Linked DNA regions of Gossypium arboreum: region 1 is linked to region 2. Evidence: chromatin contacts called from public Hi-C data. All regions are on one chromosome and are shown on one strand. The core of a region is the stretch at or near the end of the contact, and the rest is flanking DNA. Distances in the headings are between cores, read along the strand shown. Region 1 holds the start of LOC108460325 (zinc finger protein JACKDAW-like). Region 2 holds the start of LOC108460668.

The links. A called contact is a pair of places that touch in the nucleus more often than the background predicts.
Region 1: a Hi-C map of leaf shows a contact between it and region 2, with 2.6 times the contacts expected there. The contact joins the promoter of LOC108460325 here to the promoter of LOC108460668 in region 2. A contact is called at or near these places in 2 of 5 Hi-C or Micro-C datasets (both in leaf).

Annotation. Positions count from the first base shown.
Region 1 is chr4:100,359,384-100,364,138 of ASM2569848v2, reverse strand. LOC108460325 (zinc finger protein JACKDAW-like) reads left to right here and starts at 1,470. Exons shown (of 4, transcript XM_017759774.2): 1 at 1,470-2,359; 2 at 2,502-2,901; 3 at 3,003-3,196; 4 at 3,284-4,360. The coding sequence starts at 2,233. The coding sequence ends at 3,960.
Region 2 is chr4:100,188,765-100,193,308 of ASM2569848v2, reverse strand. It overlaps LOC108460668, which reads left to right and starts at 2,097. Exons shown (of 11, transcript XM_017760254.2): 1 at 2,097-2,734; 2 at 3,187-3,501; 3 at 3,585-3,693; 4 at 3,782-3,875. The coding sequence starts at 2,564.

The DNA.
Region 1 (4,755 bases), core at 221-2,720, 170 kb before region 2:
ACCTTAAACCTCGAACCTCGAACCTCGAACTTGAACCTTGAACCCCGAACCCAAGGTTGGGTTTAGGGTTCAAGGTTCAAGGTTAGTATTAGGATTTAGATTTCATGGTTCGGGGCTTAGGGTATAGGATTTAGGATTCATGGTTCAATGTTCAAGATTCAAGTCCAAGGTCCAAGGTCCAGGGTTCGGTGTTCAAGATTTATGATAAAAAAATTTCCAAAATTATATGTCAATGACATGGAAAAATTTGTTAAAATATCATTAAGTAGTTGAAAAGAGACCATTGATGACGTGGTGGGAAGGGTCCATAAAATAATTTTTCTATTATTATAATTAGGTCCACTTTGGTACTTGTACTTTTTTTATCGACTTTGGTACTTGAACTTAGTAATTAGATTCATTTTGGTCCCTAAAATTGAAAAATATAAAATTTTAATGATGCGACACCTTGATACGTGTCAGACCATTACTTGAAAATTGAAAAAAAATTATATAAATTTTCAGGTAATGACGTAATACAATAAAGTATCATAAAAAGTGTTCTAATAACTAGACTAGTCGTTGAATCAAATAGATTACTGATTCCTGATTCAATCGGTTTGATCGATTAACTGCTAGACAAATAATAATTAAATAGATAATTAAAAATTCATAAAAAATTTTAAAAAATATTAATCTGATTCAACTATCATTTTTTGTCTCAATATTCTATTTTTATCAGTTTCGAACAGTTTTTTATTCAATAAATTCAATTTTTTTGTTTGGACTAGGGTATCAGTCAGTTTTTTATCCAATCGGCCCAATTGACCAATCCAGTCATATCCCAAAAGTATTAATCACATTATCAAATATTGATGAAATTCAAATTTAAATATTAAAATAAACCCGATTGCCAAGTTCAAGTACAAAGTAAAAAAAACTACAAATGCCAAATCATACTAATAATAATAATAATAATAATAATAATAATAATAATAATAAAGGTGACTACATTGATATGAGTGGCAACATATATACATAATAGACTTTTGTTGTATAAGAAAGAGTACGATGATAAACATTTGATGTTTTGGATTGAATTTGATAAAAAAGAAAAAACATTGAGACGATTTACTTTCTCATTTAAAAATCAAATCACCCGTCTTGGAAGTTAGTAAGCCGAATACTATGGGATGTGGGGAAGAAAAACAAAGGATGAGAATGTAGGTGTGAGTAGGAAGATGCAGTGGAATACTTGATGAGGGATGCTGATGCTGGAGGAGGGTGCAGCATCTGAATCACAATTCAAATCTGGGTCCCTCTTCCCAGACAAGTATCACGGACCGTCCTTTCACTTCTCAGTAATCCCTCCCCTCGGCCCCTTTCTTTATCTATCTCTTCCTTCTTACCCCTAAATCCAATCTGCTCTTACTTTTAATTATGGTTTAATCATTTCATGCGTAAATAAACTGCTCAAAACTGGCTGTAAAGGCATTTCCCTTTTAACCCAATCTTCACCCCGCCCTTTTTCATACACTCTCATCACTACACAAACACACCCCAAACCAAATCCCTTTCATTTCACCTTTGTTCTTCCTTTTCTATCACTAAACTAAATAAATACCATCCATTTCTCTTTCTTTTATACCTATTATTACTCTATTCTAGTAGCTTTTAGCCTTTTACTTGGCTACTACTACAAATACTATTAATATATTTACATATTTTTAAACTAGCCTACGTAATTTGAGCTCAAAAGGTAGCTACAACAACTACAAAAACACACACAAAAATCAATATGTTTTCACCTCAGCAGCAGCTGGTCTCTCAATAGCAGCAGTTTGGTCGCTTTCTTGCACACACAAAAGCAAATTTCAACAACCGTGTATTTGTGTATGAAAAAGAAAGTTGGGGGGGAAGGGGTGACGGTGTTGCCTATCTACATCAATGGCTGACCGACCGACTTTAAAGATATGGGTAAATATAGAAAAGGAGGACGTAGTTGAATAGTGTAAGAAAAAAAAAGATAAAAGAGAGAAACACAGAGATATTCTCTTCAGTAATCATAGATTTTGTTGTTTTTCTTTTGAAATCAAATTAAAAAAAAAAACCAGATCTCTGTAAGAAGAGTAATCTGTTTGTGTTTGGAGATTCCTTGTTCTCTTATGTTTTGAACTCGTTTTTTTAGCCGTTTTGAAAGCTAGTTGTTTTCTTATAACTAATTCTCATAACTATCAGTTTTGGGGGAAAAAGATGTCTGGTGATGGGTTTTCTTTACCTGTTTCAATAGGAGGGTTTGTTCATCAAGAACAAAATAATACAAACCCTAACCCTAAATCCAATCCCGTTAAGAAGAAGAGAAATCTTCCAGGAAATCCAGGTAAGTTTGCTTGATCAATTCTTTTTTTTTCTCTCTCTCTTTTGATGATACCCTTTTCTTTGTTTTTATTGATGAACCGATTTATTCCAGTAATTAATTAATTAATTAATTAATTAATGTTCTTTTATTTGTCACGTAACAGATCCAGATGCTGAAGTTATTGCTCTATCTCCCAAAACTCTCATGGCTACCAACAGATTCATATGTGAAATATGCAACAAAGGTTTCCAACGAGACCAAAACTTGCAGCTTCATCGAAGGGGTCACAATCTTCCATGGAAGCTGAAGCAAAGAAACAACAAAGAACCAGTTAAGAAGAAGGTATACATTTGCCCCGAGAAAACCTGCGTCCACCATGATCCATCGAGAGCACTCGGTGACCTCACTGGGATAAAGAAGCATTTCAGCAGAAAACATGGAGAAAAGAAGTGGAAGTGTGAGAAATGTTCGAAGAAATACGCCGTTCAATCCGACTGGAAAGCTCACTCCAAAACTTGTGGTACTAGGGAGTACAAGTGTGACTGTGGGACACTGTTTTCCAGGTACATAAATGCTCATAATCATGTATATATGTGAGGACTTCCTAATGATTAGGTCATAAATGGTTAGTGTAATGAATTTGGGGTTGTTTTAATGCAAACAGAAAAGACAGCTTTATCACACATAGAGCTTTCTGTGACGCCTTAGCTGAAGAGAGTGCAAGATTCAGTTCCGTTGCTGGTGCAGCCACAAATCTAAATTTCAGAAACGATGTTGTGAATCTGCCTATTGGATTTGGTGGAATTCCTCAGTTTGGTTCCGGTTTTACACAAGATGTCAGTGGGATGACTGTATCAGGTACTTGCATAATCCCTTCGTGTCTAAATCCCAGTTTTCTTTTGATATTATGATTAGTAAACGAGGCCATGTTCATCTTACTGCTAGGTCTGCCTGAGATGGTCCAAATGGCTTCAGGCAATCTATTTGGTTCATCTTCACTGAACAATTTTGGTACAGATTCCAATCCTCCTCTATTGCCATTGCCACAAGGTCTAAACGAAGAAGGTGGAAGCAAAGGCAAGTTGATGGAAAGCTTGTCGCCTCTCTACTCGGATACTCAAAACGAGCAATCCAAGCCTGCTGCACCAATGTCTGCAACTGCGCTCTTGCAAAAAGCAGCCCAGATGGGTTCAACAAGAAGCAAACCGACGTCCTTCTTTGGGAACAGTTTTTGTGTAATGAGCTCAACTTCTTCTCAAAGGTCAGCTAGTTTGAGATCGACTCAAAATAGAAACGATCAGCTGCAGCAAATATACCCAAATGTGAAGCAACAAGAGAGTAATTTAATGGCGTCAAGTAGTGTATCAATGAGTGCTTATGCAGGTCTCGGAACAAGCAACAACTTTGATAGGCTCATCTTACAAACAGGAGTGAAACAAAATGCCCCAAATCAATTAAAGATGCACCCTGGTTCAAACTCAATTGACCAGAGCTTAACTAGGGATTTCCTTGGCATGGGCAATGATCAGTCTGCTCGTCCATTTTTACCCCAGGAACTAGCTAAATTTGTATCAATTGGTTCAACCATGGGTCTGAATCAATTCAGCAGCAGCAACCACTAAGCTTAGCTACCTTTCCAAATTCCAAATACCGTTACAACTTACATGCATACAGCTCAGTACATAAAAGGCGGCAAAAATATAGGGTCGTGGTCCTTTATAGTTACGAAAAAGCTGATAATTGGGGACCGAGTTGGGGTGTGAGTGAATTAAGGCAAAGCAAAAGCAAACCCCAGAAAAAGGAACAGAAGTTCATCTTGTGAAGAGGGGTCCCAATTCCATGTTTGAAAAGACTAAACAGTGAGCCAAAAATACACCAAGTCATATGCATGCATGTATGTTGTTGCTCTTGTTGTTTTGCGTGGTGTCTTAGCTCGCTTATCGTTTCTTCAGTATTATTGTTTTATTTTCCCCTTTGCTTATATTTTTAATTCTATAAATGAACTTTCACTCTCTGTTTCCACATTGAACAGCCAGAAAACTGAAGTATTTTTAGTTGACTGTTTCGTCCAACTAGAGCGTAGAAGTCCAATGGATTAAAATATCAATTTTTCATTCAACAATAATTAAATTAAAAATTATAGATTAATTCAACATGTTGAACAATAGATAAAGAATTAATATATATATATATATATATATATTGGAACTAACACAGAATGTTTTAGGTTTCCAATATAAGACATATTGGAGAAACTCCATAAGGCTTTGTTGTTACTGTTAGACATGGTCATACACTTACGTTTTCTTTATTCACAACAATGACAATATCATTCCAATTAAAATTTAGTTGATAGAATATGATAATGTATAAAATTTTTATATTCAACATCACTTGTTAAATTTTAAATTAAAAAT
Region 2 (4,544 bases), core at 848-3,347:
TATGATATCCATTAAGATGAATATCTTTAAAACTCAATAAATTTCTTTGAGATTTGGTGGAATATAAAGCATCATCAATGATAAATTTTGTACTTTTAGGTAATAATATAATAGCACTTCCAGAGCCTTCAATAAGTTTTAAACTACCCGATATTGTATTAACATGGGCATTACTCATTGTCAAATGAGAAAAATATTTTTTATCTTTGAGTATCGTATGTGTTGTAGCACTATCTGCAAGACACATGTCTTCATTGATTTTGGGTCTATCGAAATTTTGTTGAATATTCATATTCTTCATAAAACAAACAAAATATAATATGATAAACATTACAAATATTTATTAAATATATCAATTATTTTTTTATGCAAGAAAATCAAATATACTTAAAAAAATGTCAAAATAACATCAATTTTTCTAATGATTCTCAAAGAAATCTGCCACATCTAGATGAGTTATATTATTAAGGTCGTTAAATTTATCATCCTTGTAGGCATGGTCAGTTTTATTATTATAGTGAATATCTTCATCTTTTGCCTCTATTTCATCATTTTGGGATATAAAATTTGTCTCCATATGCTTTCCCTTCCTTTTAATGGATGCTTGATAAAGTTTCACTAAATGCTCAAACGTACGACAGGTACGTGACCAATGCCCCTTCATACCACATCGGTAGCATATATTCTTAACAATCTTTGAAGGATTATTTTGACCACTTCTTTCTTGTCTTTCATTGTTATTATTTTTCTGGTGGTTAGAAGTATCATTGTTATGACCACCATGATAACGATTACTAATACGTCCTCGACCACGTCCCCTACTACGTCCACGACCTCGTACCGTGACTTCTATATTTTCTATTTTTATAATTATTGTGTCTTGCTACATTCACTTGAGGACCGTGCGAGAACCATGGGACGAATTCCATGATTTTTCATCAATAGCTCATTATTTTGCTCACCACCAAAAGGCATGAAATCAATTGAATACCTTTTAAAACCTTTTTCACGGTATTCTTTGCTGCAAGAGCACATTAGTAGCGTGAAAGGTTGAAAATGTTTTCTAACAAGTCCTTATCGCTTATGTTTTCTCCACATAATTTTAGTTGAGAACTAATTTTGAAAAGTTCGAATTGTATTCACTTACGCCTTAAAATCTTGCAACCGTAAGTGCATCCAATCATAACGAGCTTTAGGGAGTATCACAGTTTTCTGATGGTCATATCATTCTTTCAAATTTTTCCACAACTCAAGAGGGTCTTTCACTGTGAGATATTCCACTTTTAATCCTTCATGCAGATGATGACGGATGAAAATCATTGCTTTTGCCTTGTCTTGATTAGATGCTTCTTTATTTGCTAATATAGTATTTCCTAGACCTTTAGCATCTAGGTGAATTTCAGCATCTAACACCCATGACAAATAGTTCTTGCCTGAGATGTCTAAGGCCGCAAATTCAAGTTTGGCAAGATTTGACATTATAATCACTTGAATCAAAATAAAAAAATATTAGTAAATTAATAAGTATTCTCAATCGTAAAATAATTCAATTATATATACCAAATTTGCTAAATAATAATATGTATGTCAAATATTGGCATAAAGAGGAATAGTCATGATAATAACTTAACACAAATTAAATTAATTGAAATTTCTTTTAATAAAAAATGTATATATAATTATCATTATTAGATTTTAGTTGTAAAAATAAATATGTAAATGTTACCCAAAACAAATATTTCATCTAGAAAATAAAATAAAAGAATTATGAAAATACGATACCGTATATAGTTTAACGGAGTTATACGGGTAAATTATAAAAAGTCGAAATGACGTAAACTTCACTATGAATTAAGTAGAGAAAATACGAGAAAATTTCATTATTTTATTTTCACTTACAAGATACTATTTATAAGCTCCTTTACATTCAATTAATAAAGGTATTACATTAAATGAATTAAAATTTTTAATTACTTTATTTAATAATCTCTTAATTATAAATTAAATAAAGAGTTTTATTTCATTTCTTTAATATGCTTAAAGAGGGTTTACTACGCCCATTTAATTTACAACAAAAAGGAGATTTTTTTAAATACAAAATAGAAAAGAACATAATTGGGGGCCGAATGGTAAGTGCCCAAAGTCAAGAAAATGGAGGTGAAAATCGGAGCATATCAAACTCAATACAAAATAAATTATAATAAAGAAAACCTGGAAATCTTTCCCATCTTCATCATCAATCCCTCTCTCAGTTTATAACTACAAAGACCAATTAAGATCACTCTCTTGAATCCTCCACCGTCCATTCCGTTGACTTCCCTTAAACTTCCCGAAAAGTCTAACCTCTTCTCATAACTCCCACCCATACAGGGCCCTTCTCCTCCTTTGATCCCCCATTCCCCATTTCAACAACAGAAAATTACCCATAAAAGACTTATTTTCTTTTTGGGTTTTCTTTTGGTCTTCGGATTTAGGAAATAAGAAATTTTCAAAATTGAGAAGAAGTAGAAGAAACCCTAGTGTGTCATGATCAGATGTTATCGGGTGTAAGATAAGCGACACCATGATCAACACGGCCAACGGTACGATTTCGACCTCTTCGTCCTCGGCAAACGCTCAATCGCCGGGTTTGAAGACTTATTTTAAAACTCCAGAAGGTCGATATAAGCTTCACTATGAAAAGACTCACCCTTCTAGCCTTCTTCACTATGCTCATGGCAAAACTGTTACTCAGGTAACTTCAAATTCCTAGGGTTTCCTTTTTTTTCTTAAATTATTGAAAAGAAGACTATCTTTTGGGTTACTTATTTGGGTTTTGATCAAGACCAATCATCCGATTTCACTTTAAATTACTCTCTTTTGTTTTTCTTTATTTCTTTTTATTTTAGTGTGGGTTTTCCTTTTTGTGTTTTTGATACACTAATGTTATAATTAGATAATGAGAACATTTCCAATTTATTAGTGAGAAGAGGGGTTTTTACATGTACCCATCTGTTAGAAGAACTTGAAGAACATATTTTATTAGATCATTTTGTATCATCGGTGTTTAAGCATTATTGATTACAAGTTTAAGCTTCAAAGAGTTTGAATCAATGCCCTTACTTATAAAGTCAAATTTTGATCGTTTTGCTTATACTTATGTATTATTCGTTTGTTGAGATTGTATTGATTAAGTCCGGCTGTCAGGTTACCCTAGCACATTTGAAGGAGAAGCCAGCTCCATCAACTCCGACGTCTTCATCGTCCAGCTACAGTGCCAGCAGTGGGGTCAGATCAGCAGCAGCAAGGTGGCTAGGTGCTGGGAACGGGAGCCGCACGCTTGGATTTGCTGGAGGGAATGGTGGGAGTAAAAGTATTGGTAGTACTAGTAGGATTGGGTCATTGGGTGCTTCAAGTTCTAGTAATTCAATCAATAATATGAATTTTGATGGGAAAGGCACTTATTTAATCTTTAATGTTGGTGATGCTATCTTTATAAGTGATTTGAATTCTCAGGACAAGGTAATTTAGCATTTTTTTTTGTTATGGTTTTTGATGTAAGAGAAGCCATCTGTGGTTTTTGAGAATATTGGTGTTTAATGTAGGATCCAATAAAGTCTATCAATTTCAGTAATTCGAACCCTATCTGCCACGCATTTGATCAAGATGCCAAAGATGGCCATGATTTGCTTATCGGGTTGAATTCTGGTGATGGTAATTCTTCTTAGCTTATTCTAATTTGCAATTTTAGCTCAAGGGTTTAAACTCTGCAAATTTATCAGTTCTGTGTGTATTACTGTAGTTTACTCTGTGTCACTGAGACAGCAGTTACAGGATGTTGGAAAGAAGCTTGTTGGGGCGCAGCATTACAACAAAGATGGTTCTGTCAATAACAGGCAAGTTTTACATTACTACATCCATTATACATTTCCTAACCTTTCTTCGCCATTCGAGTATACTTTTTAAAAATTTCGAGTTTCAAATGTTTTGTCTTAGGTCTTCATGCATGTGATTTGTAGAATTTTGTGCTTTAGAGGCTAAACTAGTACATGATGGTGTAAAGATAAATTGTGGTACCCAATGGCTTGGAGCTGGATAATTTCTATGACATCTTATATAGATTTGTTTTTCTTTTAAATGATGCATATTAAGCTTACGCCACTTTATGATATCATTTTCTTGAATCTGTTTTGGTGTAAAGATAAATTGTGGTACCCAATGGCTTGGAGCTGGATAATTTCTATGACATCTTATATAGATTTGTTTTTCTTTTAAATGATGCATATTAAGCTTACGCCACTTTATGATATCATTTTCTTGAATCTGTTTTTGTTATTTTAATGGGGCAATATTGTCGCAATTTTTTTTCTATCCACCTAGAGACCTTGCTGCAGAGCGGCTTTGTTTGTTTTCTCTTTAACTTTCAATATTTTTAAGGTATCAATAGTACCAAATATAAGGCCAGCAAGAAAGCAACTGACTTGGTCTCTCGCTGGGTTGATTTTTAAACCCGCTAGCAATATTCAACTTGTCATCTGCTGCAACTTATAGAATTTGCTTTTCTC